Linked DNA regions of Mus musculus: all the other regions are linked to region 1. Evidence: chromatin contacts called from public HiChIP or PLAC-seq and promoter capture Hi-C data. All regions are on one chromosome and are shown on one strand. The core of a region is the stretch at or near the end of the contact, and the rest is flanking DNA. Distances in the headings are between cores, read along the strand shown.

Region 1 (5,209 bases), core at 1,515-4,014:
TTCATTGTCTTTTTATTTGTTAATTTTAAGTTATTACTATTGATCTGATTATTTTCTCCACAGTATTAACTAATACTTATTCTAAAATATGCATGTCCAAATGTGAAGCCAGGGAATTGTGGGACCAAGGAGAACAGGCCCGGAACAAGAGTGAGGTCAAGGCATGTCCAAACCCCAGAATCTGGGGTCTGACATGGACAGGAGTGTATGATCAAGCCTGTGTGTCCCAGCACAAGTAGCCCTGCACTCCCACATTTGTCCCCCACCCCCAGGAGGTTATGTAGCCTGAGTTGCCAGGCTAAACTTCCTCACCCTATGTACTGGCTGGCTTTGTATGTCAACTTGACACAAGCTGGAGTTATCACAGAGAAAGGAGCTTCCCTTGAGGAAATGCCTCCATGAGATCCAGCTATAAGGCATTTTCTCAATTAGTGATCAAGGCTGGGAGGGCCCAGCCCATTGGGGGTGGTGCCATCCCTGGGCTGGTAGTTCTGGGTTCTGTAAAAAAGCAAACTGAGCAAGCCAGGGGAAGCAAGCCAGCAAGCACCCCTCCATGGCCTCTGCATCACCTCCTGCCTCCAGATTCCTGCCCTGTGTGAGTTCCTGTCCTGACTTCCTTTGGTGACGAACAGTAATGTGGATGTGTCAGCTGAATAAACCCTCTCCTCCCAACTTGCTTCTTGGTCATGATGTTTTGTGCAGGAATAGAAACCCTGACTAAGACAGCCATTATAAGGTCATGTCCAGCCGCACAGTAGCACCTGGAATCCTTCCTCATGGTAATGAGGTATCCCTAGCACCCTGGCCCTGGCCAATGATGTTCACTCACCCTGAAAGCCTCCATCCCCTCGAAGGTTTAAATAGCGTTTATTCCCTCCATTAAATGAGCTGCCTCACTGAAGCTCTCTCCTAAGAGTCCGTTCTCAATGTGCTCACTGCCACCTGAGGTCTCTTGCTCCTGGTTGTCCTGCCTCGGTTTCTCTCTCAGGATCTACCAGTTGCAATAGTAGCCAATCACATGTACTCACATACATAAAATAAATAAATAAATCTTAAAACAAGATATTTTCAAAATATTTCATTTGTTTTTAAAAAAAGACATTTTAACCTTATAAAAGATTTGTTTTTTAAATGTGTGTGTGTTTGTTTGTCTTTTTTTTTTTTAAAGAATTTATTTATTTCATGTATGTGAATACACTGTCACTGTCTTCAGACACAACAGAAGAGGGCATCAGATCCCATTACAGATGGTTGTGAGCCACCATGTGGTTGCTGGGAATTGAACTCAGGACCTCTAGGAACAGTAGTCAGTCCTTTTAACCACTGAGCCATCTCTCCAGCCCTGTGTTTGTTTTGCTTGCATAGATGTGTGCCTGTCTGTCATTCACATGCTGAGGCTGTAAAAGGGCATTGGACCCCTTGGATGAAGAGTGATAAGCAGCTGTGAGCTGTCCTATGGGTGCTGGAAATTGAATCTGGGTCCTTTGGAACGGCAGCCAGTGTTCTCCATTGAGGAGCCTTCACTTCCGTCCCCATGTTTAACCTTTTATGTGAGAATTGATCTGCACCCTTTCCTCCCAGGAGCAGTAAAGTAAAAACACTGGGAATACTTTTTCAAGTGTCACACTGCAAATCAAGTGTGTTATTCACAAATGAAGTATACAGCTTACAGAAGACATGAATTCCTGGCCCAGTCTTGGTCCTAACAGAATGCAAGCAAAGTCAAATGTATTCCCATCTTTTAACACCCTCCGATTCTTCCTGAGCGGACAGTGAACCTTGGACTTGGAGCAGAGTTGAGTGTGGGTGTTTTCAGCTTTCTCTCATGGAGCAGAGCAGGGAAGTGTTTTTGAGACCTCTGAGTGGCTACCTCTCCAGGTCCACTTTTCTCATAGTTATTATCCATTTCCGGGGAGGCGGATGCTCCTGTATTTAGTCCTGTACTAGTGTGGAGCCCGCCTGACTCCACTGCTAATTAAAGGGAGAAAGATTAACTATCAGATCCTCTCTGTGTGTGGGAGGTATGGTAGTGGTTCTTAACCTGTGGGTCACGACCCACGAAGGCGCCTACCTGGCTTCATGGTTCATTGAACTGTGCCCTTCCCCCCAGCCTTGAGCAGGCAGAATCAGACTTTGTTTCTGCCACAGTTGGCTAGCCCACCTAGGGTGGAGTCTTCCAATCTAGGTAAAGTCTATTGTGTGCCACATCTGCAGCTTCCTGCAAGAAGCCACCACCTGCTAACAGGCTGCCTGAGCTTGCTTTCCTGATAAAGCAATGAGAGTCTGGCAAAGTGGGGGATGGGTCTCCCCCCTTTAAATTCAAGTATGTGGGAATGGGAGACCGACTGCGGTGTCCTTGGGAGCCAGAAGAGGGCAGCAGACCCTGGGAGCTGTACTACAAGAGGTTGTGAGATACCAAACCTGGGTGCTGGGAACAAACCCAGGTCATCTGCAAGTGCAGTAATTACTGTTTTAACTGAACCATCTCCAGCCATCAATCTTCATTCTTTCCCCCCTTCTCATCCTCAGCCCCCACCACACTCCTTGATTCAGGCAATGCTCCTGCCTCAGCCTCCAAGTGCCACAATTCTGTAATCAAGTAAAAAGCGCAGAGGAAGTGCTGGAAACAGGTGACCTCCTTTCTGGGAACCCCGTGGAATTCCCTTTTAGAGTTCAACCTACAGGGAGGTGTTCCGGTGGTGGTGGGTACGGAGGCACGCTCAGATCTCGGACTACAACTCCCAGCATGCCCCGCGGATCTTCGAGTCAGGTCTCGCGCGACCTGCGACAGTCTCGGGGTGGTTTGGGGGTTCGGTTGCCGGCCGGCGACTGTCCTCCGTAGGGGAGCGTTCGTCGCGCTCTCACGATGGCTCTGCTCTGTTCAGCCCAGCAGCCTCTTGGGCCATCTGGAGCCTCGGAGCCTCTTTAGTGCGGGAAGTCGGGCCGCAGGCGGCGGGCGAGCAGGTAACCGACCGCGGCCTGGCGGAGCTGGGGGCAGCCTGAGTTCCGGGGCGCCGCGGCCTGGGGGGCCTGGAGGGGGGCTCTGTTCCACCCTAGCGGGGCTCGAGGGACACCAGAAAGACCCGCACAGTGAGCCTCGGAGCATCTGCTCGCTGCGAACCAGCCGGCTTCGCCTTGAGGGGTGGGACCGTGGGAAGGTCGGGATTGGCTTTACACATCTCAGAGGCTTTGTTTTGCACCTCCTGCGAGAGAGTCGTGGGCTTGGGGTCGCTAAGGGAGAGGGAAAGGGCGTGTGTCTGGCTTGCGGATGTCCCTAGGACCGCAGTGAACTTGAACAAAAATCTGGACCAATAATGCCTGCTGTGCAGCGCCGCGGGTTTGTTTTCAAGACAAGGGTTGTGTGAGAATGCGATGACTTTTAGTGATGCCGAGTTGGTCTTCTATGCTGGCATAGCTCATTTCTGCCAAGGGGAAAGGCTGCTATGTAATCCGGCTGGGGAGTGGTCGGATGTTCGGTGGACTTAGGGGCGCTGTACCAACCTTGCTTGTTTATTGTTACTTAGAGCCTCTGGATGGACCCTTCCTCAGAAGCTTCGCTAATTTGCAGAAGCTGGGCAATGCTCCTCATTAACATCTGTCTGTCTGCATAGTCCGGCGTCATTTCACTGTGGTAAGGTGTCTGTCTAAACTGAGGTTTGGCTTTCTCCTCTCGGGTGTTCAGAGGAGCCAGCCATAGGATACTGGCAAACTAGTGGACTTTATCCTTCCGGGGGTGTGTTTGTCACTCATTGGTTCTAGCGTGTGTATGTGTCAACCTTACTTACCAGCCATAAGTCTCTGCGTGTCTGTCAGAGCACTGGAATGACCCTCTGCTGTGCAACATAAGAAAATGCCCTATGTTATTTTTATTAGGTGGAAGGGACTCAGCTCCGAATTACGTATAGAAAAAAACACCTGGATCCCTGTCTTTCAATGGCTTCAAGACAACCAGAAGTGCCTGGTAAACTTAAGTTCTTATTGGTTAAGTCTGTACCCCCACCCACATCCCCCAGAGAGCTTATTTTCTCAGAATCCTTAGTACTGATCTTCTTTAGTATTAGGTCATCACCTTCTCAGCCGTGGTATACACCCTGACCTTGGCTTACAGCCTCTTGCCATAAGTGTCTTTTGTGAAGAGTAAACACTTTTTGTTTGTTTTTCCAGAGACAGGGTTTCTCCGTGTGGTTCTGGCTGTCCTGAAACTCTGTATTTAGACCAGGCTGTCCTTGAATTCACAGAGATCTTACCACCTCTACCTCCCAAGTGCTGTCTTTAAAGGCGAAATCATAAGTGAAGTTCAGAGTTGCTGCTAAATCTACATCTACTGTTTTTTTTTTTTTGAGACAGAGTCTCCCTTTGTAGACTTGGCTGTCCTGGAATTCACAGAGATCCTCCTGCCTCTGCCTCCTGAGTTCTGGGATTAAAATGCATGTACACTGCACCTGGCTCAAAAAAGTTTTTGGGCAGGCAGTGGTGGTGCACGACTTTATCCCAGCACTTAGGAGGCAGAGGCAGGTGGATTTCTGAGTTCCAGGACAGCCAGGGTTACACAGAGAAACCCTGTCTCGAAAAACCAAAAAAAAAAAAAAAAAAAGTAGATGCCAGCGGCTTTATTACTATTGTCTTTATGAAGCCATTGGACAAGGTGTTAGACACTGTTTGAAGTCGCTCCCCAGTTAGGCAGGTTAATGGAAGCTTCCTCCATGTACCCTAATACCATTTGTCTCTACCATCACGTGTGTCTTCCACTTACACTGGACTCTCTAACGCCCTTGTCACCATGCAGAGCTATGTGTGTGCTCATGAGCTTAAGGCTTTGTAGCTGGCAGCAAGGAGTGAGCCCTGGCTCAGTGTCTCCTGCGCATTTGCTAGCCGTGTGGTAGTGCTTAGGTTCCGTAGCACGGTTTCCTGAGCTGGGAAATGGGAAAGAGTTTACTTAGAGAGGAGTAGATAGAAGGAGGGCTCTCAGTGCCAGGTCATTTGTGTTTGCATGTCTTTTTCCCTTGAGATAGCAATGTACATACTGTAAATTCACCTAGAGTGGGTGATTTCATGGTTGGTGTGTTCATAAGGTTATGCATCCATCAAATTAATCTACTTACAAAGCATTTTCATGCCCCCAGAAATACTTTGTACCCATTAGGAGAAACACCTCATTGCCCTCTCCCTGGCCCTTGGCAACTAGTAACTTCTTGGGCTTGTTAGTTAT
Region 2 (5,209 bases), core at 844-3,343, 920 kb before region 1:
AACAGCACTGGAGAGATGGCTTAGCGGTTAAGAGCACTAATTGCTCTTCTAGAGGTCCTGAGTTCAATTCCCAGCAACCATAAGGTGGCTCACAAGCATCTGTAATGGGATCCAGTGCCCTCTTCTGGTGTGTCTGAAGACAGCAACAGTATACTCATATACATAAATTAAAAAGACAAAAACAAAAATAAAATGAAAACAGAACAAAAAAATAATGCAGATGGGAGGTGAACTGGGCGTGGCTAGAGACAGGTGCTAGGCAATTGGTGGGCAGACAGGAATCCATGGAGACACTTCCAAGGTGCACTTAGGTCTGCTTTTTGCCTATGAAATCGACTAAGTAGGAGGTTAGGAGACATCAAGGGTGGGGAAGTAGCAGGAAGGAGAGATGCTGAAGCCTAGTCCTGACCCCAACCGCCAACTCCCCTCTGCCCAGGGCGAGCACTCTAGATACCGAGAACTGCAGCTCTGTTCTTGGATTTTTTTGGGGCGGGGGGTTTCGAGACAGGGTTTCTCTGTGTAGCCCTGGCTGTCCTGGAACTCACTCTGTAGACCAGGCTAGCCTCGAACTCAGAAATCTGCCTGTCTCTGCCTCCTGAGTGCTGGGATCAAAGGCGTGCGCCACCACTGCCTGGCTTGCAGCTCTGTTCTCACCTTGGCTTCCTGCTCCTTTCCTTCCCCATCTGATGTCATCTCTATTCCCCTCTGCCCTAACCATTGAGTTCCAGCTGCATCTGGGATCAGGGCCCAGGACTGACCACTCACCAGGACTCACCATAGGTTGGTGGAGAAACTCCCAAGGATGGGGTGCATGGGTTCAATGGGTACCCATAGCTCCTGAAGCAGGGTTCTTGTGAAGTACAGAGGTTTAAGGCCACCCTCTCCCGTGTCCCATTCCAAGGCATTGCAGTGAATGTAAGTATTGGTTTCTTGTTGGAGATGATTGACCAAGTCAGAGCAGGAATTCGACGAAAACAGCCACCTCCTGTTCACAGATCAGCCCCAGGGGAAACTTGCTGAGGCACTGTTGCCTGCCTGTCTGCCTGCCTGCCTGCCTGCCTGCCTGCCTGCCTGCCTGCCTGGGAAATGGGTTGGGATGTCCAGTGGGTATGGAAAGGTTAACCAGAGCTGTGGAGGGCTTCAGTGTTCTCCATTCCACAGGAAACAGTGCCTGGAAGCTCTGTGCAGCCATGTCCCCATAGAGAAGTCTCTGAGGCCCAGTCCCTTCTGCACTCAGAGCTTTGGGAAATAAAAAGTGCCAGAAAGTTCTCCCTGGAATGGCTTTGGAGGAGCCCTGCCTTGGGGACCCTACTTGGGCTTCCTTAGGAGGGATGGTACTTGGAAAAGAAGGCATCATTTTTTTTTTTTTTTTTTTTTGATACCCATCTGGGAGGAAGAAAATGACTGAAAGTAAAGGATGAGGGAGGTGGGGTGTAAACGGCTTGAGACAAGGTATGGCTAAGAAGAGGGGTCTGAGTGGAATTCAGACAGGCTGGCATAGCAAGAGGGTATGGTGACTAGGTGGGATGTGTGCAGAGGTAAGCATGGGCCTGTAGCTGAGATGGAAGTAGTGGTGGTAGACTAGGGAGGGTCCTTTCAGAGGAAATGGACTACACGTAACCCAGGCCTGGTCTGATGAGGAACTGAATCCGGGCAGGGACAGAGTAAGGACCATAAGGGGTTTAAGGTAGGGTGTAACGGACCCAGGAATGATGTGAGTCTGGGCTGGAGTTAAATGGATCAAGGGTGTTGGGCTGGGTCAATTACTCTGGGGAGATGGAGAGGGATGAATCTGGGCCTGGAATCTTGGTGGGTTTATGGCTAGGGAAGAGGGGTGTGCTGCCAGGTTGGGGACGAGGACAAGACAGGTGCATGGGACTGGCCCTGGGAGCAGAGCGGAAGCTCAGTGTCCGGTGCTGGCCAGCAGGGTGAGGGGCGTGTGTGGGACGCCCCGGGGCAAACTGGGAAGGGGGGGCGGGCCTCCCCCTGGGCCGGGCCGGGGCGGCGCTAGGACCGAGCGAGCCGAGGGAGTGAGCCGGGCGGAGCCAGCGCCCCCCGCCCCCCGCCGGCCGGCTCCCCTCCCCCGGCCGCTGGCTCGCTCGCTCTCAGCGCTGCAGAGGCTCTGAGGCGGCGGCGGCGACTCCCTCATCCCCTCCCTCCGGTGTCGGTCGGTCCGCCTGTGCGTGCGTCTGTCCGTTCGGCCTCGGTCCGGCCCGCAGCATGGCCGGCGTCAGCTTCAGCGGCCACCGCCTGGAGCTGCTGGCGGCGTACGAGGAGGTGATCCGGGAGGAGAGCGCAGCCGACTGGTGAGCCCCCCGCCCCCGCCCCCGCCCCCGGCCCCTTTGTCCCCAGGCCGCCGCGCGCCTTTGTTTCCCCGAGGCTCTGCCACCGGGAAGGGAGGGGGAGACCCCGAAATGGTGCAACGGCTCGGGAGAGCCGGGGAGGGGCTGCCTTTGTGCGAGCCGGGGGAGGGGCCGCTCGGGCCAGGCTGGGCGCGCGGGCCGGGGCGCCCTGAGGCCGCCCTAAGGCTCACTGGGGGCGCGGGAGCCGGACGCCAGCCACGCGGGTGTGGAGCCCAGACGTGGGGCCTGGGGTCCTACGGTCCTGTCGGAGCCCATCCCCCTTCTCACCCTGCCTCCCTCCACGGGCCCGGGGGACAGGTGTGCACGGGCCAGCCAAGGGCACCTTCGCCACCTTCGAGCGGGCGAGGACCGGGTGGGGACGGGGCGGGGACCCAGCTAGCGGAGCTAGAGCAGCCTGCCCGGCCACAGCACAAAGGAAAGCTAGGGCGGGGGAGGAGCGCCGAGGGCTGGGGGCCAGCGTGCCCCGCCCACCGGGGGCTTCTCGGGGTTGTCTCCCCCCACATCTAGGTTAGGGTGTGATACAAGGAGGTTGATTGCCACATGGCAACCACGAAGTGACTTCTTTATCCCTCACGGATCGCAGAGGAAGAGGCAGGGCTGAGCCCTTCTCTCCCCTGCTGAAGGAGCAGATCGCTAGGACGAGGCAGATAGGCAGGAAGAGACTCAGGAGATGGACGGAGCAGCTTGGCTAGGGGGGCAGCTGGGAGCGTGGAGGGAGCCTCCACAGAGGGATGCCAGATGAGTAGATCTCTGGGACCCTAGCCCCTCCACTCAGCAGCAGGGGGCTATCAACCTCCGACTGGGGCAGAGTGAGTGAGTGGCTTATCTCCCCCTCCCCAGCTGTTACCCTCCCTGAGCTGGAGGAGGGTGTGAGCCACCTGCCTTGGTCTGAAGTCTCAGGGTGTCAGGAAAACCAAGGGGGCTCCGATGCCCCATTCAGGGCACAGCCCCCAAGTGTTCTTCTCAAAAAAAAAAATTGTATTTGAATCTTTTCCTCTCCTTAGGCTGGAAGTAGGCTATCGTTGAGAAAACCGAGGCCGAGTTGGGGCTGATCTGAGGGAGCCTCCAGTTGGGCTGGCCTCACTCTCACCCTGGGAGGGCAACCGGGTAGGGGGGCTGGAAGATGGAACAAAATAACCAGGCGTCCAGGCCATGGTACTGCAGCACTGGCCGGTAGCCAGGCCCAGAGGGATGGACTCAGGAGACAAGTTCTCGTGTCTTGCAGGTCAGTTATAGGAGAGGCCAGCACAGGGCAAGCAGGGCAGTTTCCATCTTATTGTCCCAGCCCTGCCCCTGGGGGGCTGAGATCATGAGAGGCAATCTGGACAAGTGGCCTGGTGGAGGAGCCTGTTTGGGGATGTGGCCCTGCCTGAGGAGAAACACTGGCCAGTCTATGGGGTGTAGACAACACCTTCTATCTCTTAACCCCTCGAAAGCTGGACACTGGCAACCCAGTGCTGGGGCTACTAATGACTTCTGCCCCGCATCCTGCTCAGAACAGGCCCGGGCCTCCATCACCAGCAGCATCCATGTAGCCAAAGGGAAGGAGTTATTCATCCTTGGTCTGTGCGCCAGCCCCATCTGGGTTGTGTGTGGGACATGTGCAGATGCACAGATGCACCCTCGCTTATATGTGTGCTTACTTCCAAGGGCCTTAACGGCATGTTGTAAAAGGGTGGTGAGGGTCCCATCCTGAAGAAGATGGCGTGGTGCTTCTCAGCTCTTATCCTACAACCAGCAGCTGGCTGAGATCTCAAGGCTCAGGACAGACCCACATTTAGGAGTCCAGCAGGAGGGGTGTCTGGGTTCAAACGTTGGGTCATGAGTATTGGATGTCTTCCCTGTACCTTGACTCTGTGTGTGTGTGTGTGTGTGTGTGTGTGTGTGTGTGTATAGTGGAGCTTGGGGCTGCTGGCCCCTAGGAGGCAGAGGGTCTCTTAAATGCACTCTGTCCTTGTGCTATAAGCAGGTCACAGGGGAAGTCAGATTGTGTGGTGGGAAAGGCCAGCACCACCCTGGTTATGATGTGATTCATTGTGTGAGAAGTTCCTGCTCTTCTCAAGTGCTCTGAGGAAGAGGGGGATGGGCAGAGTCCATCTGGGGTCTCCTGGGCCTTTCCAGTTCCAGCTCCCTGAGAGCATGCCGGTCTTGAACCTTCCACTGCTAGTATCTCTGCTGAAGCCAGACTCTCGCCTTGCCCTAGTCAGGTATCTCTGCCTTAGGTGGTAGATAAGTGTTTTTGTCAACATTACAAATCCCTGTGGTGCTATTTTGTATAGAGGCAGCAGTGTGTGTTAGCACAGTCAGAGTCCCTGCCTTCCCAAGACTGACAGGACAGCCTGTGGCAGTGGCTATCTCCAGGGCTTGCTGCAGGTGAGGTGTGCACATCTAGAGTTCTCTTCTACTTTGCCCTGAGTGTTTCCGAGCTCCTACCTGCCAGTCTCAGAGTACCTGTGTTATGTTAGAGAAACACTGTCCAGTAGGGTCTGGGGCTAGTGCAGATAGATGTCTTTCCCGGTTCCTGCTGAGTGCTATAGCACTCTGGGGCGTGAAGCTCAGCCTGAGGCTGGCCCCTGGAGTTGGTAGCGGTATCCCGAGTGGTCTTCATGTACAGGAAAATGCAATGCAACTCTTGGGTACAAAGTGTTCTTCAAAACTGAATCTGGGAGCCAGCGTGGCCCAAGTGTGGGTGTGAATACACAGTCATTTTGGAGAGGTGGGCTAGGCAGAGCTGAGAGGGTTTGAATGAGACACAGTCTCTGCTGAGGAAGGATTGTGGCCCTAGCAGGGAAGAGGGACGGTTTGGAGGTGGGTGGGCATGGAGAAATGATAAAAGGGGCTTCAGA
Region 3 (5,209 bases), core at 1,965-4,464, 800 kb before region 1:
GCTTCCATACACGTATTTGATACAGGGTCTCCCTCTGTATCCTTGGCTGGCCTGGCACCCCCTCTGTAGCCCTGGCTGGCCTCTAATCTCCAGTGGATCCACCTGCCTCTGCCTTCAGAGCATCGGTATTACGGGCACATGTCACCACACCCAGCCTTGTCACTTCCCTTATAGACAGGAGAGCTTGGAGGTCCAGGGCTTGTAGCCCTTGGGCACAAATGGGTGAAGTCAATGGAGGTGAGGCCCAGGAATGCCCTAGAGGATTCAGATCTCAAGGAGAGAGCAATCAGCTATCAGGCTATCTCTCTCCCTTATCTCGACTCTTCCTCAAACCAAAACTTTATTCCAGATTTTTCACCCACTTCCTGGGTGCCTTCCCAGAGGTGAGCATGTGACCTGTGGTCTTGTTTCACTCTGTGGATGTCTATAACTATACAACCCTAGGTACCGGATCACTTCAGCCTGAGCCAGCTCTGTAGAGCTTTCTCCACCACATGCCCTTCTACAATGTACCCCCCGCACTGCCATCCCTGACCCTGAGTTGGACACCAGGAGCGTACAGGCACATGGATCTACTCAGGTCTCTTTGCCAGAGTGTGTCAGAGGACCAACTCTGAGTGTCCAGAAAGAGAACTATGACTAACCCAAAGTTAAACTCACAGACTCCCTTGGGGCATAGCCCTCCACCACCTCTGTACGTTTTCCTATGTGCAAGTATCCCCCCAGACCACTGCCCCTGTAGCTTGTATGTGTTTTAAAGACCATCTTCTACAGTGTTAGATGTTAATGGAGAAGATGGTTTTCCTTATGAGGCTCTTCTCAGCCTTTCCCCACTCCTGACCTACAGCTCTTCCAAACCAGAAGTGTGTTTCAGTACTCTTCACTCATGTCTGTCATGCCTCGCTGACTAGTGCTAACTGGGGACTGGGACCTGGGTCTTAAGGGCTCAGGGTGGGACGACCCAGAGGAGCCCCTGAGTGAATGCACAAGCCAAGTGACAGCTGGTACCAAGAGACGATTTCTCTGGGAGGGGTTAGGAGCCTCTCTAAGTGACAGCTGACTGCCAGAAGGATGAGGCTCATGATTGACAGCGCCTCAGCAAGGAATGGTGGGGGATGGAAAGGAACCAAAGCAGGACAGTGCTGGGGGGGGGGGGACTCAGCGGGTGTGTGCAAATGGTGACCCTTCTGCTCTACAGCATATTGGTTTTGCTCCTCCAAGCCTCCCCCGTGAGATAACAGCCGGACACCTTGCCCACAGGCCCCTCTTCGTTCACATCTACACCATCGTTGCCAATGCCTGTCTTCCCATCTCTGCCCCAGCCAAGTATGGCCTCACAAAGCTGCCCATTGTCCAGCAAGTGGACATCTGTGAACCATGAGGTTTCAGGGGTCATACAGAGGATTCAAAACGGATCCAAACAGGACAGAAATAAACATATGGGACAATTGCCGAGAGGATCTAGGGCAGCTGTGGGCTTGGCAGGACTCAGCTTGTACTGTCCTCTTTATTCTGAATGACTTGGATAGAGAAGCCACCAGCTGACACAGGAAGGACAAGCTGGGTCTATCTCCAGCCCTCTCAGCTGGTGTGTGGTTCTGGGTTCTGTCCCAGAAGCATCAATCCAGCTATTCTTTGCGGGGAGGGCCTGGGCTATTTCTCCTTGGCCCTGTGGCCAAGTCACCTAGAGAGGAGCAAGCCAAGTGCCATGCCCACCCAGCGTGGGTGCAGGGGGATGGGCTCTCCACAGACTTTCTAAGTTGGGTTGGTGGTAGAGGAAGTAGGGTGGGGGCTGAGCCAACTTTTGGAATTGGTCTCCCTTCCACCCAAACAGCATGGGGCGTCAGCAAAGGGCTTCCCGACAAAACATGAGAACTAACCTTGGGAACTGGAAGGCAGAGGTGGGAACTGTTTAATGAGATAGAAGATTCTTAAAGAGGGGATGAAAGTACAGGGGTTATCAGGATAACCCTTCCGTAGCCTTTACAATGCTCAAGTGTCTCATATTCATTATGGCACTCAGCAAACAGGACATTGATCAGTTTCTATTTCATTTTACTGATGACGAAACAGGACAGGATCTTTCTTGGGAAAAGACAGCAGAGCTAGAACTGGATCCCAGGTCTCTCTCTCTGGATCCCAGGTTATTCTGGACCCACTGGCTTTATCCCATGGTTCTAGGCTGGGGCCTTAAGATAGAGGTTACCAGGACACTGTTTGGTCCCCCTGGAGTGATCCTGCTAGGTGAGCCAGGTCCCTAAGGAGAAAAGGGAGGCTCAACACAGCCTGTCCTATTTGGTGAATGAAAGAAGAGCCAGAAACTTGGAGACAACTCTAGTCAGGAGTTAAACAGCCTGGAGAAGGTCTAATGGGTTAGGGCTGCAACCAGGGCATCCTATACTAAGTTGCACGCACACACACACACACACACACACACACACATACACACACACACACCCTTCCTGGAAGCTAGGAATAGACCAGACAGAGCTGATCTTCCTGTCCTGCCCTTACTGACCCGTCCTGGGCTGCCCAAAGAACACTAGTTCTGGCAGGCTGCCTCTGGAGCAGGTTGATGCAGTGATCCAGCAAGGGCTGCTCTTAAAACCTTATCTTGGGCACTTAGAGCGTGAGATGAAGAGAGGAGGGCTGAGGGCCTGAGACATAGGGCTTGAGAAGTTTTAGAAGTGACCACTGGATCTCCAGGCTACTCTGTAATCAACTTCAGTAATCCCAGTAGCGGATGAGGGAGCAGCGAGTCCAACCTGCATGTGGAACCAGAGACCTAAGTCTGCTGTGTTCTGGACTAATCCCTGGGGTTGCACCAGACTCCTAGCAGGGCATCTGGAAGGGTCCTAGGGTGACAGCACCAGGTCCCAATGCCAGCAGCTGTCTGTACCCAACTTCTCCAGCCTGCTCCTCTGCAACCCTGCTGGGTGTGCCTCCTGGACTCCACCCTGGGTGTGCCCACCCCCCTCCCTGTGGCTCTGGCTCAGAGCCCACACTCACCATGCGCCCGTTGGGGACACCCAAGTGCTTGGGCTTCCCTGGCATACCGCCGTTGATCACAGGTCCCCTCCACGGGGGGCCACCCACCACAAGGATCGCGGAAGCACTCTCTTGGGGTGGCAAGCAGGCAGTGGAGAGAGAGAGCTCTGCTCCTCCGGGCCCTTACATCCTGAAACACCAGCTCACTACCTCTTTTCTCTGCCACAGGAAGTGTCTCTATAGAAACCAAACCACAGAAAGAAGCAAGGTCTAAGAGAGCGAATGTCTCTTCCTACTCTCATACACACACACACACACACACACACACACACACACACACACGTTCATGCACACACACATGCCGCCAACGCACCCTCGGTTGCACACCATGCAAGCACCAACAGCCAGCAGGAGCCTCCTTTTGCCCAGCGAGGTACCTGGAGTGTTCAATCTGAAGGCTCCAAGGATGTGTCAGCATGCTGAAGTGCATGCTCATACAACTAGACACTTGTGGAGCAGACAGTCTGGGGGGGGGTTCCATGGACATGGGGCATGTGTTCCGAGTCCTAGGCATCCACAAAAGTGCATTGTTCACTACTCATTTACCTTCTATGTCCCAGGCTTATGCATGCTTAGCAACCCTAGCTCAGGCAGTTTGCATGCGGAGACTGCTGCCCCTAGGCTGTCATCTGATAGCCAGGTGAGCAAAGAGGTAATCACATCACCTGTGTGACCATGCATGTGGGCATGCTGTGTCACGAGGGCACCTGAATCTTCAGGCATACACACTCGAATCTGGGCAGGGTAGCACATGTATGTAATGCCAGCCCTTGTGAGGCAGAGGCAGGAATAACAGTTTGAGGTCAGACTTAGTTACAGGAAACTCAATCTGGATCTATACTATGTCTGTATCTATATCTAAATGTAAACAAAATAAGATAGATAGTGTATAGTGCCTTGGATGGGTGCATATGATAGGCATGCCTATGTATAGTCAGACACCCCAGGGGCTGGGTATGCACACATGCACTGAAGGGTAGGAGAATGGATTGGGTATATCCATACCAAAGAGGTAAAGTAAGCCATACTCAGTAGAAAGCCCACCTCTGTGCAGAACTGTCTTAGCTCAGACTCCAAAAAGCAGGTGGAGCTCTTTGAGTGCAAGGCCAGCCTCATTTACATATCAGCCAGGACTACATAACGATACCTGGTCAACAAACAAACAAACAAAGGAAAACAAACCGGGCTGTAGAGATGGCTCAGTGGTTAAGAGCACTGGCTACTCTTCCAGAGTTCCATTCCTGGTCACCACATGGTAGTTCACAACTGCTCCTGACTTCAGTTCCAGAGGACCAGATGCCCTCTTCTGGCCTCTGAGGGTACCAGGTATGCAGATGGTATACAGACACCCAGGCAGGCAAAACGGTCATACACATAAAAATAGTTTTTAAATTATTAAGAAAAAAAAATGCCATGTGCTGGGTGGCCGGGACAACAGACGCTCAGTTCTCACCATTCCGGAGGTGGCACGTCCAGGCTCAAGCCCTGACACACTTGTGCTCTGACGAGTCATGGCTTGCAGACGGCCATCTTTTTGCTGTGCCCACGTGTCAGAAAGCAGAGAGATAGGGAGCATACTGTCTCCTGTCCTGTTTTATAAAGGACACTTGTCTCATCATATCCGGTCCCTCTCCTGCGTGATATACTTTCCGACCAAAGGCTCCACCTCCAACATTTCTGAATATTAATAAAATGAGTGGTTAGCCTTTCAATATGTGTAAAGGGAAGCATTCTTTGAAAAAGTTTGTTCCTGGGCTGGAGAGATGGCTAAGTGGTTAAGAGCACTGACTGCTCTTCCAGAGGTCCTGAGTTCAATTTCTAGCAACCACATGGTGGCTCACAACCATCAGTAATGGTGTCTGATGCCCTCTTCTGGTGTGTCTGAAGACAACAATGGTGATGCACTCATATGCATAAAATAAGTAAATCTGAAAGAAAGAAAGAAAGAAAGAAAGAAAGAAAGAAAGAAAGAAAGAAAGAAAGAAAGAGAGGGGGGGGAGAAGGAAAGAGCGAACGAACAAAAGAAAGAGTTTGTTCCCTAATTAGCTTACTGTATGTAGGCACATGATCATGCTGTGGCCCAGAGGCCAGAGGATAACTTTTAGGACTTGGTTCTCTCCTCTCACTACCTGGGTCCCAGGGATAAAATGCAGAGACCATC
Region 4 (5,209 bases), core at 1,519-4,018, 760 kb before region 1:
ATGGGTTCTTAGGAATGAAGTTGGTGTCCTGTTTCTTGACCCTCCCACCCATCCTTCATAGGCACACTTAGGAGTCTCATTGGTCAAGGCTACTGGGAGTGAGGGTTTCTCCAACTCCTGACACAGTGTCCAGGGCCCTCACCTTGTAGCTTGGCCAGGATGTATTCAAAGCCCTTCATTGTCTTGGTCACATTGCTTTTGAACCGGGCAAGACCAAATTCCTGGCAGGAGAGGGAGAAGGATGGGAGAGTTACTCAATGACCCAGAGCCGAGCCCCGCCCTGCCCGCCCTGCAGCCTCTTACCTGGACAGCTCTGGAGACGCCAAATAAGCTAGAGGAGACCCAGGCTTCCCGACGGATTTCGGTCCAGCCGCTATTGTCAGAGTTCACACAGTAAACACATCGTTCCTCCACCACCTTCAAGGGAAGTTGGGCTGAGCACCTCAAAGAAGCACCCTATGCTCTGCTCACTTGCACGCTCACACCCTGTCTCTACCATGCTACTGTCCCTGTCTCCTTCACAAGGGGAAGCAATGACAAAGTTCTTCCCGTTATGTATCCTGGGCCCAGAGGGAGGCTGCTCTGCCTCCATTACCTCTCTGTTGACCCTTCCAAGTAGAACAGTTTCTTGGGATCAGTTGCTATTCCAACCCGATCTTGGGGCCTCTGGATCTAGATGTGAGCAGTGTTTCTCGTCTGCCTTCTACCCTCTCCTCTTTGAACTTCCTGGTATTGTGTGTGTGCGCAAGCACGCGCACACACTCCAAAAATGACAGCTTTCATTAACAAAGGGAGCGGCAGCCTCCTGAAGAATGTGAAGTAGTCACAAACTTGTCAATGTGATATCTACCAAGCAGAGCTCTCAGCTGAGGTGACTTCAGACAGTGCTGGGCAGGAAAAGGTGCCTTACTCACGGATTGTGAGTGGCACATCTTTATATAAAGTTTTTCTTTTTTGAAACGCACAATTTCCACCTCTCAGGCTTACAGAAGCCGAGAAAGAATCATCTAGAAGCTCGAAGGTTATTCACACTGTGTGAACATTCCCAAACATGGGTTTTCAAGCCTTCCAAAGCATACAAGATCCATATAATGCACTTCCTCAAATCTCATGCACAAACCGAGGCACACCCCAGTTATCTCCACTTGATGTGACTCCAACAGGGAAGCCACAGCCTCCCTTTCTCGATCAGCATCATTCCTGAAAGCCACCCCCCCCCCCATATGTATGCATGCATGCATGTCACCAACTGACTGCTCTGCGCACAGTACTTGTAACAAGCTTTGAAAAGGGGTGTCAGCCGGGCAGTGGTTGGTGGTGCACGCCTTTAATCCTAGCACTTGGGAGGCAGAGGCAGGTAGATTTCTAAGCTCGAGGACAGCCTGGTCTACAAAATGAGTTCCAGGAGAGCCAGAGTTTCACAGAGAAACCCTGTCTCGGGGAAAAAAAAAAAGAAAAAAAGAACAGGGGTGTCTTTCCCCACCATCTGAGAGCCAAGGGACAGTCCCAGAGAATCTGACCAATCGAAAGGGTAGACCAATCTAAGGGCAGAACTCTAGAGATGCAGCTCATTGGTATTTTAGGCCTGCCTCTGGCCACAGAAGTTCCCACAACTCTCTTGCCTGAAATCTGAAGGGCAACTATTTTGAGGGAGCAAAGGAAGTCTCACCATCAGCCGGGCATGGTTGATGTTCCAGGTGAAGGTGGTCATGGTCTGATTCTGGGGGTCCACAATAGAGTCCTCCAGGATGTACACGGAGTGAGCAACGTTGGCAGGAAACAGTCGCTCTGCCCAACGTGGCATCCTGTTGGTCTTGGTCAGGAGTCTCCGGGACAGTAGCTTCTGGTCGGGGGTCACCTCCCGGTGCACTATGTCTTCGGTTAAGACATGTTTGCTGCAAGAGTTAAAGATGATTCTCAGGAGCCTGCTCTTGACAGCATGTCTACTGGTTCCTATTTAGCGCCTCCAGGTCATGGCTGCCTGCAATCTGTGATCTGTGCCCGGGTTCAGAATTAGAGTACACTGAACCTATCCCCGGGCAAATTCCAACTCCCTCCTCCACCCGACATGGATTCTGTGGCTCTCCAAAGCGAGCAAAATCTCAAGAATTATACCACTAGAGAGCGCCAGCAGCAGGTAAGCAAACCATCCTCAGGATTTCTGGCCCCGAAATACCGCTCAACTCCCGTGCTGCCGCCTCTTCCTGTCCAACCACCTTTGGACTGCAAAATAGAAATCTAGAGCCCAATATAAATCACAAACTAGACAATCTTCTTCGAGGACTTTGGAGGCTTGGACTGATTCTAATCCTATAAGGATTTTGTGCTATAACTGTGGCCACAGTTCCGCAGATAGCCCACATCGGACTCTGTCCAGTCTTTCAAACTCCACTATTGAAGGACAGCCTACGGTGCGATCTCCAGAAGAAGAGAGGAAGGCGACTCGCTCTACCCAACGCCACGTACCTATAGGGATTCGGGTACCGTTGCCAGAAGGCGGCGAACACTTGGTCCCAGGAACTTCGGAGCACGCTCTGGCCCAGGAAATACTTCACCATCGTCCCGACCCGGACGGGCTCAGCACCCGTGCAGCATCAGGGTGAAGAGCCCGGGGGTGGGGGGGACGTGGCTAGGCGCACGCCCGCCAGGCTCGCAGCTCAATCTCCGCAGGACCGCGCCCAGGTCCCTACCGCCGCCATCAGGGGTTATAGGACTGCACGACGCTTCCGGCGCCGGATGCATAGGATCGGCCACTTCCGGCGCCCGCGTCACGTGACCGGGCGTCCCGCCTCTTGGCTTCCAGTCCCAGAGGTGCTGTTTGGAGTTAGCTACGAGGACCCCAGATTCAGTCGGTAACCCCGGCGCAGCGGAGCTTCGGGCGCAGCGGCGGTCGCGCGGGTGAGCACCGCAGGGCTCTGCGGCGCGGTGGAGGGCGCTGTCCGCGTCCCCGCGCCGCGGCTCTGCAAAGGACGGAGCGCCCCGGGCCGAGGCGCCAGGGGCCTGCGAGGTGCGAGGCCCTTGGGGTTGGGGTCTGAGGCTTGGGCTCTGCCTGGGCCGCGCGGACCCTGAAGTGGGTGAGGCGGCCCAGGGAGCATGAGCGGGCAGCGCGTGGACGTTAAGGTGGTTATGCTGGGCAAGGAATACGTGGGCAAGACGAGCCTGGTGGAACGATACGTGCACGACCGCTTCTTGGTGGGGCCCTATCAGAACGTGAGTGCACCCCTGCGGAGCAGGCATGGGAGGAAGGGGTCCGGCCAGTATTCCACACTTATCTCTTCCCTGGTTGTAGACCATCGGGGCTGCTTTCGTGGCCAAGGTGATGTGCGTTGGAGACCGGACGGTGACTCTGGGCATTTGGGTAAGTCCCTTGAGAACAGAGTCTTGTGCAAACCTGTCTCCCGAATTTAATGTCTTGCCTCTTAAACCAGCCAACTGGAGCCTCATAGAGGTCGTTTTTCCTTCCTCACACCCATTTACTCGTCTAAAAAAAGGAGGGGGGGTTGTCTGGAAGATGGGGCCTATTTTGTAGTCTTGTGAAGGAGCTTATTAACTCCTTTCACCCCTCAGGACACAGCAGGTTCCGAGCGCTACGAAGCCATGAGCAGAATCTATTACCGGGGTGCTAAAGCTGCAATTGTCTGTTATGGTAAGGGGTTGAATTCTGGCGTGTTCAAGTAGTAAGGGTTAGGTTACAGGCCAGCATCAGAGGGAAGCCGCTGATCTTTATGTGTCTCTTGCCTTACCCTTACCAAGACCTCACTGACAGCAGCAGCTTTGAGAGAGCCAAGTTCTGGGTTAAGGAGCTGCGCAGTTTAGAAGAGGTAGGTGGCCAGATATCACAAGAGTAGGGACAGAGACTGTATTGGTCTGTGGAGATAATCTCAGCCTTGTCTTCTGCTACAGGGCTGTCAAATCTACCTGTGTGGCACTAAGAGTGACCTGCTGGAGGAAGACAGGCGGCGCCGTCGTGTAGACTTCCATGATGTTCAGGACTATGCCGATAGTAGCTGTTTTTAAGTCTCTGAGGATGGGGGCTTGGGGGCGGGTACTATCTGCCTGAGTGTATTTCAAAGATGGGAATGACAGTCTTGGTTGCTTTCTGGCCTTCTTGAACCTGTGTGGTTCAGGAGACTGAACTGTTAGCTACATTTAGGTGTGCTCCCCAAGTGTGAAGACAGTCACTTCTCTTTGCAGATATCAAAGCCCAACTCTTTGAAACATCCAGCAAGACAGGCCAAAGTGTGGGTGAGTGTTGTCTTGGGTCCTGTCAGCAGGAACAGGCAGGACAGTAGAGCAGAAAGGTTCAGAGGGCTGGGCCACTGGGATACCCAGGGCTGCTGGTCTCAGGCCCTCACTGATTCTTTGCTTGCCAGATGAACTCTTCCAGAAAGTGGCTGAGGATTACGTCAGTGTGGCTGCTTTCCAGGTGATGACAGGTGTGTACTTCCTCATGGTCCCCAGCCTTCTTGGTGACCTACTTGATGCCCCGACATAATAGTAGTGCTGAGCAGTCACCTCTCCTCTCTTTGACAGAGGACAAAGGTGTGGATTTGAGCCAGAAGGCAAACCCTTACTTCTACAGCTGTTGTCATCACTGAGTCACCACTCATCTGGCCCAGTGGAATTAGATGAATTCCCAGAGGGGCTGGACCTGACTCTTGTCTGGGCTGGAATGGTCAAGCGTCTGAGCTATTCCAGGTGCCTCTCACAGCAGAGGTGGCACCTGCCTGTGCTGGCCCATGGAACGGAGGAAGTATTGGGCTGACTGTGGGCATGAGGAGGAGTAAGGGCTGACTTGAATCCCAGGCTTCTGTCCAGACTATTTAAGTAGCTTCTGAACTGTAAATAAAATTGATGCATTTCCTTGCTGTGTGCACTGGGTGTCAAAACACCTAGTTGTTCCTGGGGCCACGTGGGCCTCACTTATATGAAGACTTCCATCTGGAACCAAGTAACAGTTTCCTAAGACTATCACTGAAACCATGGATAAACAATGGGCTCTTTTTCTTATGGCCTTTTTATTAGTGCTTACATGTCTGAGTGTAGAGCAAATACCAGGGCTTCTAACATACTAGGCAAGAACTATATCACTTTTTTTCTTTTGTGGGGGTGAAGATAGGTTGAGGCTGGGATGGAAAAGTACAAAGTTCAGGAGAAGACGAAGGAAAGCACCTCAGCTGTGCCCAGAGACAAAAGGCTTGGGTACATC
Region 5 (5,209 bases), core at 1,108-3,607, 640 kb before region 1:
CAGCCACCGGCCCTCCACCGAGTCCCCTCACCTCACTCACGGCCACACCACCATCTTCCCGGCCCCGCTGTCTCCTCCCTCCCTCCCTCCCTCCCTTCCCCCCCTCGCGCCCGTCGCCCACCCCTGCGCACTAGTTACCGTGCCCCGCGCCCCCTCCCGGGCCAGCTGGGGGGAGGGGGTGACCCTCATTACACCGGGGCGCGAGCGGAGCGGAGGACACCGAGAGAGGAGCCGCTCGCCTCCCCCCCTCCCCCCCCTCGTCTCTCTCCCCGGGCGAGAAGGCAGCGAACGCGACCTGCGCCCCGGCCTATTCCTCCTCCGCCGCCAACACCGCCTCCTCCTCCTCACACCCCCACCGCGCGCGCCCCCGCGGCGGCGGCGCGTGCTGAGGAGAGCGCCTCGCGCACCGGCCCGCGTGCGAGCGACCGAGGCCCCCGGGTGCGCGCGCACCCGCCCTCCTCCCTGCGCGCGCACCCCTTCCTGCGCGCGCACCCATCCCGTCCCCGTTCCCCCCCCCCCCCCGCACACACCCCCGCAGCACACACACACCCTGCGCGCGCTCCCACGCCTGCCTCACTCTTCGGGGTTCAGTGCGGGTGAAGTCGGGCGAGCGAGCGGCCGGGTCGGGCGGCCCAATCAGCGGAGCTGCTGCTGCCGCCCCCTCCCCTCCCTTCCCCCTGGGCGCTAGCTCAGGGCCCCGGGCCTACGGGTCGGCCCAGCTGCCCGGGCGGGGCCTGAGGCGGACTCCCCTGGGGGGCCTCGCGCGCCTCCCCAGAGTGTCGGGGCCTGCGGGCGTCGTGGGTGGCATGACGATCCTTTCACCTACCTCGGGGCGCCGCGCCAGCCCCTGGTTGCACACGGCTAACTGCACCCCAGTCATCCTGAACCCCAACCCCGGAGCCACCATGGTGCCTGGCTGAGGCCTGGCCCGCCGGCCTTGCTCTCAGGCCCGCGTCAGCCCCGGCCTCCATCTTAGGTTCCAGCCCGGGCTCCCCATCCACTGGGCACCTGCCCTCAGCCCCGCTGGTTTCGACCCGAGGCCGAGGCTACCCCCGTCTCGCTGTAGGGCTCACCTGGGGGGTTTGGCATGGGGGTCTTCGAGGCCCCAGGCCCCGAGCAGACGTGGCCGCAGGGGAACCCCCTTGCCCAGCCGCACCCCAAACCCACACCACCACCACCACTACAGACCAAGCTGAACAGGAAACAAAATGGAGGCAGCAGCAGCTCGGGTCTGCCTCCCCGAGCCAAGCCTCTACAGCCCTGGGACTCCCTTTCGGCCGCAGGCTCGACGCCCGCGAGGCAGGGGATTGGCTCCTCCCGGGAGCCTGGGGCAGCCGCCCTGGAGCAGCGCGTGCGGGCGGGCCGGGGACTCGGCCCTGCGGTCCCCACGGCCCCTCACCCACCACCCCTTCCCTTCCCTCTCCCTCCCCAGGCCGGGCCGTGCGGGGTGAGCGGCTCCGGGGAGCAGGGTCGGGTGACCCGCCCCGGGGTACTGGCCGCAGGACCGTGGCCTCAACCCGGGCCTGAGGCCGAGAGACCCCGCAGCCCTGAGCCCACGCCCCACACCCCGGCCTCTGGGACACAGCCTAACGGCGCGCCCGCACCTCGGCCTGTCGCCGTGCAGCCCCCGCCCAGCGAGGCCGAGCCCCCGGTCCAGACCCCGCGGGGACGAAGCTCCTCGGTCACCCTCGGGCCCAGGGGTCTTCGCTGCCCCGGGCGGGGCGAGGGGAGCTCGGGGGGAGGGGTCCACTAATCCCTGCACCGCCTCCAGCGCCTAGTGTGGGTCTGGGTCTGGGCCTGGCACGGCGGCCCCGGGGCTGCGGGCGCTGGCGGCCTTGGAGAGGTGCGGGCGCGCGGGGCCGGGGGCCGGGAGGGGCAGCGCCTCGCACCGCGGACGCTGCAGTTCTCCACACCCAGGCAGATGGCCCTCTCGAGCGCGCTTCGCCCCTGAGGCCCAGGCATCGGGACCCCTGCGCGACTGCACAGGGACGGCCGACAGGCTGGACGGGCTGGCCAAGCATGAAAGGCGCAAACCCCCGGCCTAGGAAGGCTCTGCGTTAGGAGGACGGGGTCCTGCTGGCGCGCACTTAGCACCAGGACCCCGCCGCCCTGACCTCGTAGGGCTGTAGCGCGTCCATTCCTCAAAGACAGTGGAAGGTCAGGGACTGGACCAGGCCTGGTCCAGCCACTCCAGTCCCCTGAGGCACTTCTCCCTTCCCGGACCCTGCTGCTTCCTGGGTTTGCTTCACCGCAAGAAGCTCACCTCAGGCATGACTTGGTCCCTAGAGCGTTAAGCGCATCCTTGTTGTTGAGAGAAAGCCATATTGGACGGCCCCGAGAATTCCCGCCTCTTCCAGAAAGCCTTCGGTGATTTGGAGTTCATTTTAAAGCCGAGGGCGCCGCCCTCGATGGCCACGTGACCACCATTCCTCCAGAGGCTTAGTAAATGTGCATAGTTATTGCCCCAGTAGAGTGTTTACCGAGGGCCCTCTGGTAACTAGACCCCCACCTGGGAGAACAGGCACTTTTGGCGTTCCCCTGCCAAGTATCTGTACCGGTTGGGGATCTGCAATGGTTGGGCCAAACTCCATCCTTCCCTGCCCTTCACCTCGTGACTGTGTCCAGCAAGCAGCGGCTTAGGATGCTTCCAGCTGCTTGCTGTCCAAGACCCACAGTCCATTAAAGGAGGCTCAGAGCTAAGCCTTCAGCATACCATCAGTAATGCTGGAGCCCTGGCCCTGCCAAGAGGGCAAGTGGGTTTCCTGAGAGAAGGTGCCCGGCGGAAGCAAGAGTGAAGAGGCTACTGTGACCTCAGGTCCCTCGGGTTAGTTTAAAGGAGTTTCCAGATGCAAAGTTGACTGGCATCTTTCCCTGCGCTAAAACTAGCCGGAAAAAAACTGGGGCCCTCTCCCATGGAGACCCGGTCTTTTGTTCTACGAAGGAATAACTCCTGCTAACACCTTCGGGCAATTCAATAGGAAAGCTCTCACTGGATCCTTTTTCACAAGTAATCATTTGAGCCTGTCATTTCTAACTGGCAGTTACCCCAATGCTAATCACTCCACAGCCCTTCCCAGTGCCTAGCCATTTTGAGGTACTTGGAACTGCCACTGGAGGGCCTTGAAGAAGTTATCTTTCAGTCCCAAACCTCTGTTTCCTCATCTGTGGCCTCCAAGACACAGGCATCTGGGAGGATCCTGAAACAGGCTAACACTCTGTCCTTAACAATTACAGACATATTTGACAAATACTGAAATGTAACTCATTGCTTCCTTCAGCAACCGTTTCCTGCAGTCTAGGCAATGCACCAGGCTCTGGGGAAGCAAAATGGGAGCTAGTGTGCCAGGCAACCTGTGGCCTCAGGGAAAAAAGGGTACCGAGAGAGACTAGCTGATGTAAGCACATTACTGCTCTGCAGGACCCTCTCCTTAACCTCCTACCTCCCCCTCACCCCCATTCAGGATGACCTAGTTACTGACAGAAACAAGACTGAGACCCCAGGGAAATATCAGACTTCCCTAGGTAACCCCTGGGGGTCCTCCCTTCCTCCTACTATAAAACTGTCTACCACAGTGACACAACCAGAGTGCTTATGGAGCTGAGCTTCTATATTCAGAAGGATACTGAATCCTCAAGTGAGACGGGGCTGCTTTCCTGTAGGATTGGGTTCTGGGGTGTAGACCTAGCTCTTCTCTACTGATTATAACTCAAGAATCTCTTCTGGGCCTGCACACCTCACCTGCAGACATATGAGAACAAATCCTTGTTGAGCGGGTATCATGCATTAGACACCACTGAGCGCTTGACACACGTCTGTTCCTTTAACCCTTTACTAGTCTGCAAAGAATTAAGGACTAGGTCAAGCCCTTTGTGCACATTCTCAGGACTATTACTTTCACAGGTGGGGTGGGCAACATCCTTGTGTGAGCCGACACACCCAACAGATGCCATGAAATGCTGGGCCTGTCAGACACACAGGTGTGTGGGGATGTAACTGTCAGGCAAAGACCTCAGCCCCCATTTCTTCCTCTATAATCTATGGATCTTTTATCAGGTACCCTGATGCAAGGTACCTGCACGGATTCTTGGCCATAGAGCAGCCTCTTTCAGAACTGTTCCCTTCTGATTTGTTAGCTCAGCAAATACTTGTTGAGGATGCTAAGAGCCTTGGGGGGTGAGGTGGGGGCAGACGTGCTAGGAGAACACCCAGAAGATCTAGAAAGGACAGATTCTGAAGAATATAAAGGAGTCGTCAGGGAGGGAGGACACAGGTAGCAATTCCAGCAGAAGAGCCCAGAGAAACACCAGACTGGAGGAGCCGACCACAGTTGAGCATGACCATGATCTAGAACATGGGACCCAAGGCTGGGAGTACAAGAAGAGGCTGAAATGAAGACAGGAAAACTCACAGAGGCCTGATCATGCAGGGCCTTGGAAGGAAGGAACTAGGGTGCCGTGGAAGGATGATGATGGGATTTTGCCTTTACAGTAAAAACAGCCTGCTATTCTCTGAAAGCACTAGAAACACATGCCAAGCCCAGAAAGGACCCTGCCTCTGGTACAGGCCATGACTGTTGTATTCCACAAACAGTAGTAGCTTATCCTCATCCAAGACACTGTTGGGATGGACACTCTTCTTTCCATCTTGCAGACATGAAGAGCACAAAGACAAACTTCCCTCCCCTGCCCAGTTCATACTCTTTGTTCTCAGTCCGGGCTGGGAAGAGACAACGAGGCCTCTGGTAATTTGCTCCAAATACAGGTAGTGGACACAGTGACCACCCCTTTGTGGGAATCCATGAGTTGCTTCCTTCACGTCACCACCCAGGGGGTTCACCAGAGCTAACTTACACTGAAAATCAAGGCCAGCCAGGCCAGATTAGAGGTCAGGCAGCCCTGTAGCAAAGTCATCTTCCTGTACCAAAAACTGTCTCTAAGCTGTCCCATTTCTATAGCTCTAACTCCAAGGACTCCACTGTCAAGTTTCCTTCCCCTCAAATATCACTCTGCAAAGTCCTGTGGATGTGGCCTGGCACCAAGATAGGCCACATTCCCTCAGCTCAATACTCCTGCTGGTCTCTCTGCCTTGTCCTGTCAGTCAGGCAAACACAAGCTCATATCAATGTAGCAAATACTTCCTCTTAGAGATCTCCCTGGTGCTGTCCTAGGACATGTAACCCCTGCATGTGCCCCCAAAAGCACGATTCTT
Region 6 (5,209 bases), core at 1,016-3,515, 530 kb before region 1:
ATCTAGTTTGCACACACAACTATGCATAAGTTAATAGAGGATTCTCGTGGAGAGTTCTGTAGATAGTTTGTTCTGCCTCACATCATCCAAAATGTGGGAAGCCACATGTGCCGTTGCTGAGTGGCACTGACTACTGATGGCCACCATGCATAAGATTGGACAAACAACCAATGTGTACATATGCAGTAAAGTTTTTTGCAAAAACACTGCCTGGCCCAGGCATGATAATGAGGTATGATAATGAGGTTCTGTAAGGTACTGAGAGTATAACCAATCAGATGTGAGACATGCAAATGAGGTATGATAATGAGGTTCTGTAAGGTACTGAGAGTATAACCAATCAGATGTGAGACATGCAAATGAGGTATGATAATGAGGTTCTGTAAGGTACTGAGAGTATAACCAATCAGATGTGAGACATGCAAATGAGGTATGATAATGAGGTTCTGTAAGGTACTGAGAGAGAGTAGCCAATCAGATGAGGAACATGCAAATAAGGCTTAGTGCATAACCAATCCGGGTGTGAGACACGCCCCTCCTAGGCCTATAAAAGCAGCACCAGTTCTGGGCTCGAGGTCTTTTCGCCTCTACAATCAAGCTCTCCCAATAAATGTGTGCAGAAGGCAGCATTGGTTCTTCGCAAGACAAAAACCAGTTCAGACCAGATCGGCCTTTCTGTTCTTCATATCTGAATAAATCGGTCACACACTTAAAATAGAGACTGCTCAGAGATGGGAGTGTGCACAGCCTGATGCTGGCTCGGGTGGAGGATTTGAGATTGCAGGGTGTGTTGGAGAGGAACCCGTGTCAAGTACATACAGATAAAGGAGCGGAGCTGCCAAGTGGAATGCAGCCCCGCTTGGCTTATTACTTGGGCAGCTCGGGCCAGAGTCAAAGTTGTGGCATGTGTCGTTAGTCCTGGTTTTTGACCCCTAGCTGAGGTCCTGTTTATTCCACTTTCTATTTGTCTCCTCCTCCCATTGCTTTATCATTACCACGATGTATCCATCTATCATCTGGTCCATTAACCTATGCTTTTAGGAGTACTGTTTCCCACAAACTATGAACTACTTTTTGTAAGCTTATGAAAAGCATATGAGAGTGTTCACATTTGTTGGCTTGCTATAATTTCAGTGAGACTACCCACCACCGTCACCACCACCATCCCCTTTTTGGGAGAGGTGGGGAAACGGACCTACCAATGCCTTCTGAGTTCTGAGATAAAAGTCCTGGCTTCAGTAAGATTTTTTTTTAAGATTTATTTTTATGTATATGAGTACACTGTAGCTGTCTTCAGAAGAGGGCATCAGATCTCATTACAGATGGTTACCATGTGGTTGCTGGGAACTGAACTCAGGATCTCTGGAAGAGCAGTCAGTACTCTTAACCACTGAGCCATCTCTCCAGCCCCTTCAGTAAGATTTTTTTGTTTGTTTGTTTTGTTTTGTTTTTTGTTTTTTTGTTTTTTTTTGAGACAGGGTTTCTCTGTATAGCCCTGGCTGTCCTGGAACTCACTTTGTAGACCAGGCTGGCCTCGAACTCAGAAATCTGCCTGCCTCTGCCTCCTGAGTGCTGAGATTAAAGGCGTGCGCCACCACGCCCAGCTTAGTAAGATTTTTTTAGGCGCTATCAAACCTTGAGTTTTATTTGTTAAATTTTATTGTAGGAATATTTCATATTTTATTCACCTTTGACATTTCTGCTGTTGCCTTTTTTTTTTTTTCCTCCTCAAGGAAATGGACTTTCTGGAGCATATATTTCAAGGAAATATATGTTGTAGAAATTTCAGTATTATTATTATTATTTTAGTTTTTTTTTTTTTTTTTACTTTTTATTGGTTCTTTGTGGATTTCACATCATGCACTCCATCCCACTCATCTCCCCCTACAATCATACCCGCCCTCCACTCTTGTAATCTCTCCTTAGCAGAGAGCAAGATTCAGTATTTTTGTGTTTTAGGATGCTTAAATTCCGCTAAGACGATCAGACATTAATTAACATTATACCATCTGAGAGTTTCTAACTAGTCATGTGAACATTTAATTTGAACGTAATTTTGGATTCATGCAAATAAATTAACCAGAGGAAGCTTGATGCAGCAGAGCTTATTTCGAAGGGTGTCTAGGGACCCTATTGGCTTTCTTTGGTTTCCCCTAAACCCCTCTCTTAACAGCACTCAGGGACCCAGGAACTGTGTGAGCATACAGCGGCCCACAGGGCTCCGCGCCTGCGCGCCCCGCCCCTCGCCCCGCCCCTCCCCGCCCCTGCCGCCTCGCGCCGCCGCGCGGGCTCTCCTCTTTCTAAAGAGTTGCGGCCGCTCGCGACCCCCAGCGTTCAGGAGGCGCTGGGCGGCGCTGCCAGATCCGCGGTGAGTACGCGTCGCCTCTGCACTCCGCGGCCGTCGGGGCCGCCTGCTTCTCGCTGTCTGCCGGGCGGCTGCCGCTGCTCCCGAGGCGCGCCTCGCAGCGACTAGGCCTCTCGGCCGGGCGGAAGCCGATGCCGGCCGGGTCGCTCTCGCAGCTGCCGGGCAGCCCGGGCGCTCGCGCCCCCCGGGGTTCCCCTCCCTCTGCGGGCGGCGGTCGTCGTCCGGAGCGCCCTCTCTTGCTATCCGAGCTTCCTGGTAGCCTGGTCGCCCGCCCGGCTAACGGACCGTCCGAGGACCGCCTAGGCCCGCTGCCTGCCCCACGTTACTTTGCTTGTCTTGTGGTAGTTGGCTTCATTAGTTCTTCGGCCGCCCGAGACACCGCTACCACCCGGGTCTCTCTGTGTAGCTCTGGTTGGCTTTGAACTCACAGGGTACCCAAGATGGCTTCTATAGAACTCGCCAACCTCCTGCCTCAGTCTCCCGAGAAATATTTTCCCCTGGAAATCTATCATTTACCACTTAACGTAGCCAGTCGAGCCTAGTGCGTTTCTCTCGTGGCTGATGACAGGCGGTGTGTCAGAAACCTGTGAGACCAGAGCGTTGGTCCTCTCAGAGATGGAGTTGGGTGTGAATCTGGACCACTTCGCTCCAGGCTTCTTGCATGTAGTCATCATATGATGTACGGGCAACGCTGCGGAAAAAGTGAGCCCAATGGTTAGGGTGTTGTTGGGTTTGTAGCACAGTCAAAGAAAGTCTACTTGTGGAGCCAGACGCATGAGTGTCATTTCCCGGCATAGCCACTTGCCAACTCCTTTTTTACTAAAGTTCCTAATGTGTTAGGGCGCGTTAGGGTTCTTGAGAGAAACAACCTCAGTATTGGGTGTGAGAAACCTACAAGTTTGTCTATTGATTCAGGCAGTGATAACTTATTGCTCCGGGTGCGTTTGAAATCTTTTATTTTTGCACACTTGTGGGCACACTGGGTGTGAACACACACACGGGCACACACACACACCACCCTCCACCACTACACCGATGTTAGTGGGAATCTTCTTAAATGTCTCTCCATCTTAATTGGGGCAGGGTCTCTTGGAGTTGGTTGGTATGTCTGGCTGGCTTCCTCGGGGATCCCCCTACTCACTATCCACCTGCTGGAATTTACCCACTGAATAATCTCCCCTGAATTCTGTTGCTATATGTGTATGTATGTGTGTGTGTAAGAGAGAGAGAGAGAGAGAGAGAGAGAGAGAGAGAGAGAGAGAGAGAGAGAGATTTTATAGGTATGCATTTACTTTACTCAGTTACAGAAACAAATCACTTTTAATTGTAATCAATTGATAAAGGAGTTTATTCTATCAAGCTTTCTCACTTCTTCTTTTGTGCTGGAGATCAACTCCAAGAGCCTTGTGCATTTATAAGTTTTATTTTATGTTTTTGAGACAAAGTCTCACTATATAGTTCTGCCTGGCCTGAAAATTGCTATGTAGACCATGCTGGCTCAAACTTACAGGGATCCTCCTGCTTCTGCCTCCCAAGTGGTGGAATTCAAGGCTCTATTATTGTTATTATTATTATTATTATTATTATTACTACTACTACTACTACTACTACTATTATTACTGGTTTTTCGAGACAGGGTTTCTCTGTGTAGCCCTGGCTGTCCTGGAACTCACTCTGTAGACTAGGCTGGCCTCAAACTCAGAAATCCGCCTGCCTCTGCCTCCCAAGTGCTGGGATTAAAGGCATGTGTCACCACTGTCCAGCTGGCTATGTTTTTTTAATAAAATAAAGATAAATTTTATTTTAAATTTTAAAATAAAAAATAATTTAAAAAATTGTTAGAACCTGCACTCCTGTGTACATGTATACACAGACACACTTAAAAATATTAAAAAGCTGGGCAGTGGTGGCGCACACCTTTGGGAGGCAGAGGCAGGTGGATTTCTGAGTTCGAGGCCAGCTGGTCTACAAAGTGAGTTCCAGGACAGCCTGGGCTATACAGAGAAACCCTGTCTCGAAAAACAAAACAAAACAAAAAAAATGGGCTGGAGAGATTGCTCAGCAGTTAAGAGCATTGACTAATCTTCTGGAGGTCCTGAGTTCAAATCCCAGCAACCACAGGGTAGCTCACAACCATCCGCAGTGAGATCTGGCGCCCTCTTCTGGTGTGTCTGAAGACAGCTACAGTGTACTTACATACAATAAATAAATTTTAAAAATTAATAATAATAAAAAATAAAGTTAAAGAAGATGTCAACTATAAGTATCATAAATTACAGATTTTAGAAAAATTACTTGTATTGAAGATATAGCTGCTATTGGCATACTGTTTTTTAGTAATACAACAGGAATAGGAAATGTGTAAGTTAGAAGCCACTTCATATAGGGTATTTTCCTAGGGGTATTTTTCCTAGGGTCCTAATTAACTTCTCCAGGTTTCTCCTATGCTAATTCCTACTTTGATGTCATATGCTCGTCTAGCTTTAAAGGTTACTTCTTTGTTTTTGATGTTGTGGTGGTGCTGAATCAAACCTAGAACCTTGCACATGCAGGGTGGCTAGCTACTGAGCTCCATCTCTAGCCCTTCACCGTGTTTTATTACCCCTACCCCATATCTGCCTTCAGGTCATATCCTCCTGTGTCTTGTCCTTCTGTAGCTTACTTACTTATTTATTCATGTAGCTGCTAAGGATGGAAACCAAAGCCTTGTACATGATAATAACATGCTCTACTACTGAGCTATACCCCAGTCGTTTTAATAAAACATTTAATAATTTAAATATCTACTTTATGCTACTGATTCATTCAGTAAATATTTCTGTGCGTATACCATGTGTTAAGTAG

What was found. Promoter capture Hi-C pulls out the DNA fragments that hold promoters and counts their contacts. HiChIP or PLAC-seq counts read pairs in DNA pulled down with a chosen protein or histone mark. Capture Hi-C pulls out chosen DNA fragments and counts their contacts.
Region 2: an H3K4me3 HiChIP or PLAC-seq map of embryonic stem cells shows a contact between it and region 1, with 6 read pairs. The contact joins the promoter of Dbn1 here to the promoter of 4833439L19Rik in region 1. A contact is called at or near these places in 1 of 115 datasets of contacts at active chromatin or transcription factors (embryonic stem cells) and 1 of 9 other capture datasets (liver).
Region 3: a contact with region 1 is called in a promoter capture Hi-C map of pre-B cells, with 2.9 times the contacts expected there. The contact joins the promoter of Rgs14 here to the promoter of 4833439L19Rik in region 1. A contact is called at or near these places in 3 of 39 promoter capture datasets (the C10 cell line, liver and pre-B cells) and 1 of 484 Hi-C or Micro-C datasets (uterus).
Region 4: a promoter capture Hi-C map of liver shows a contact between it and region 1, with 2.0 times the contacts expected there. The contact joins the promoter of Rab24 here to the promoter of 4833439L19Rik in region 1. A contact is called at or near these places in 3 of 39 promoter capture datasets (the C10 cell line, cranial neural crest and pre-B cells), 1 of 115 datasets of contacts at active chromatin or transcription factors (microglia) and 2 of 9 other capture datasets (liver and pancreatic islet).
Region 5: a contact with region 1 is called in a promoter capture Hi-C map of liver, with 4 times the contacts expected there. The contact joins the promoter of Nsd1 here to the promoter of 4833439L19Rik in region 1. A contact is called at or near these places in 4 of 39 promoter capture datasets (erythroid cells, hippocampal neurons, liver and 1 more), 2 of 115 datasets of contacts at active chromatin or transcription factors (large pre-B cells and pancreatic cancer cells) and 1 of 9 other capture datasets (liver).
Region 6: a promoter capture Hi-C map of neutrophils shows a contact between it and region 1, with 2.7 times the contacts expected there. The contact joins the promoter of Uimc1 here to the promoter of 4833439L19Rik in region 1. A contact is called at or near these places in 4 of 39 promoter capture datasets (the C10 cell line, fetal liver, neutrophils and 1 more), 1 of 484 Hi-C or Micro-C datasets (CD4 T cells) and 2 of 9 other capture datasets (liver and pancreatic islet).

What each region holds. Positions count from the first base shown.
Region 1 is chr13:54,562,937-54,568,145 of GRCm38.p6, reverse strand. 4833439L19Rik (RIKEN cDNA 4833439L19 gene) reads left to right here and starts at 2,764. Exons shown (of 9, transcript NM_133797.4): 1 at 2,764-2,964; 2 at 3,525-3,631; 3 at 3,874-3,961. The coding sequence starts at 3,934.
Region 2 is chr13:55,484,960-55,490,168 of GRCm38.p6, reverse strand. It overlaps Dbn1 (drebrin 1), which reads left to right and starts at 2,093. Exons shown (of 15, transcript NM_001177371.1): 1 at 2,093-2,306. The coding sequence starts at 2,221.
Region 3 is chr13:55,367,737-55,372,945 of GRCm38.p6, reverse strand. Rgs14 (regulator of G-protein signaling 14) reads right to left here and starts at 3,214. Exons shown (of 15, transcript NM_016758.3): 1 at 3,010-3,214. The coding sequence starts at 3,054.
Region 4 is chr13:55,319,539-55,324,747 of GRCm38.p6, reverse strand. It overlaps Rab24 (RAB24, member RAS oncogene family), which reads left to right and starts at 2,768. Exons shown (of 8, transcript NM_009000.3): 1 at 2,768-3,210; 2 at 3,290-3,358; 3 at 3,568-3,646; 4 at 3,754-3,821; 5 at 3,904-4,003; 6 at 4,195-4,245; 7 at 4,374-4,436; 8 at 4,534-5,209. The coding sequence starts at 3,094. The coding sequence ends at 4,598. Prelid1 (PRELI domain containing 1) reads right to left here and starts at 2,693. Exons shown (of 5, transcript NM_025596.5): 1 at 2,467-2,693; 2 at 1,670-1,895; 3 at 304-417; 4 at 143-221. The coding sequence starts at 2,558.
Region 5 is chr13:55,206,930-55,212,138 of GRCm38.p6, reverse strand. It overlaps Nsd1 (nuclear receptor-binding SET-domain protein 1), which reads right to left and starts at 2,357. Exons shown (of 23, transcript NM_008739.3): 1 at 2,264-2,357.
Region 6 is chr13:55,097,356-55,102,564 of GRCm38.p6, reverse strand. Uimc1 (ubiquitin interaction motif containing 1) reads left to right here and starts at 2,265. Exons shown (of 15, transcript NM_011307.3): 1 at 2,265-2,368.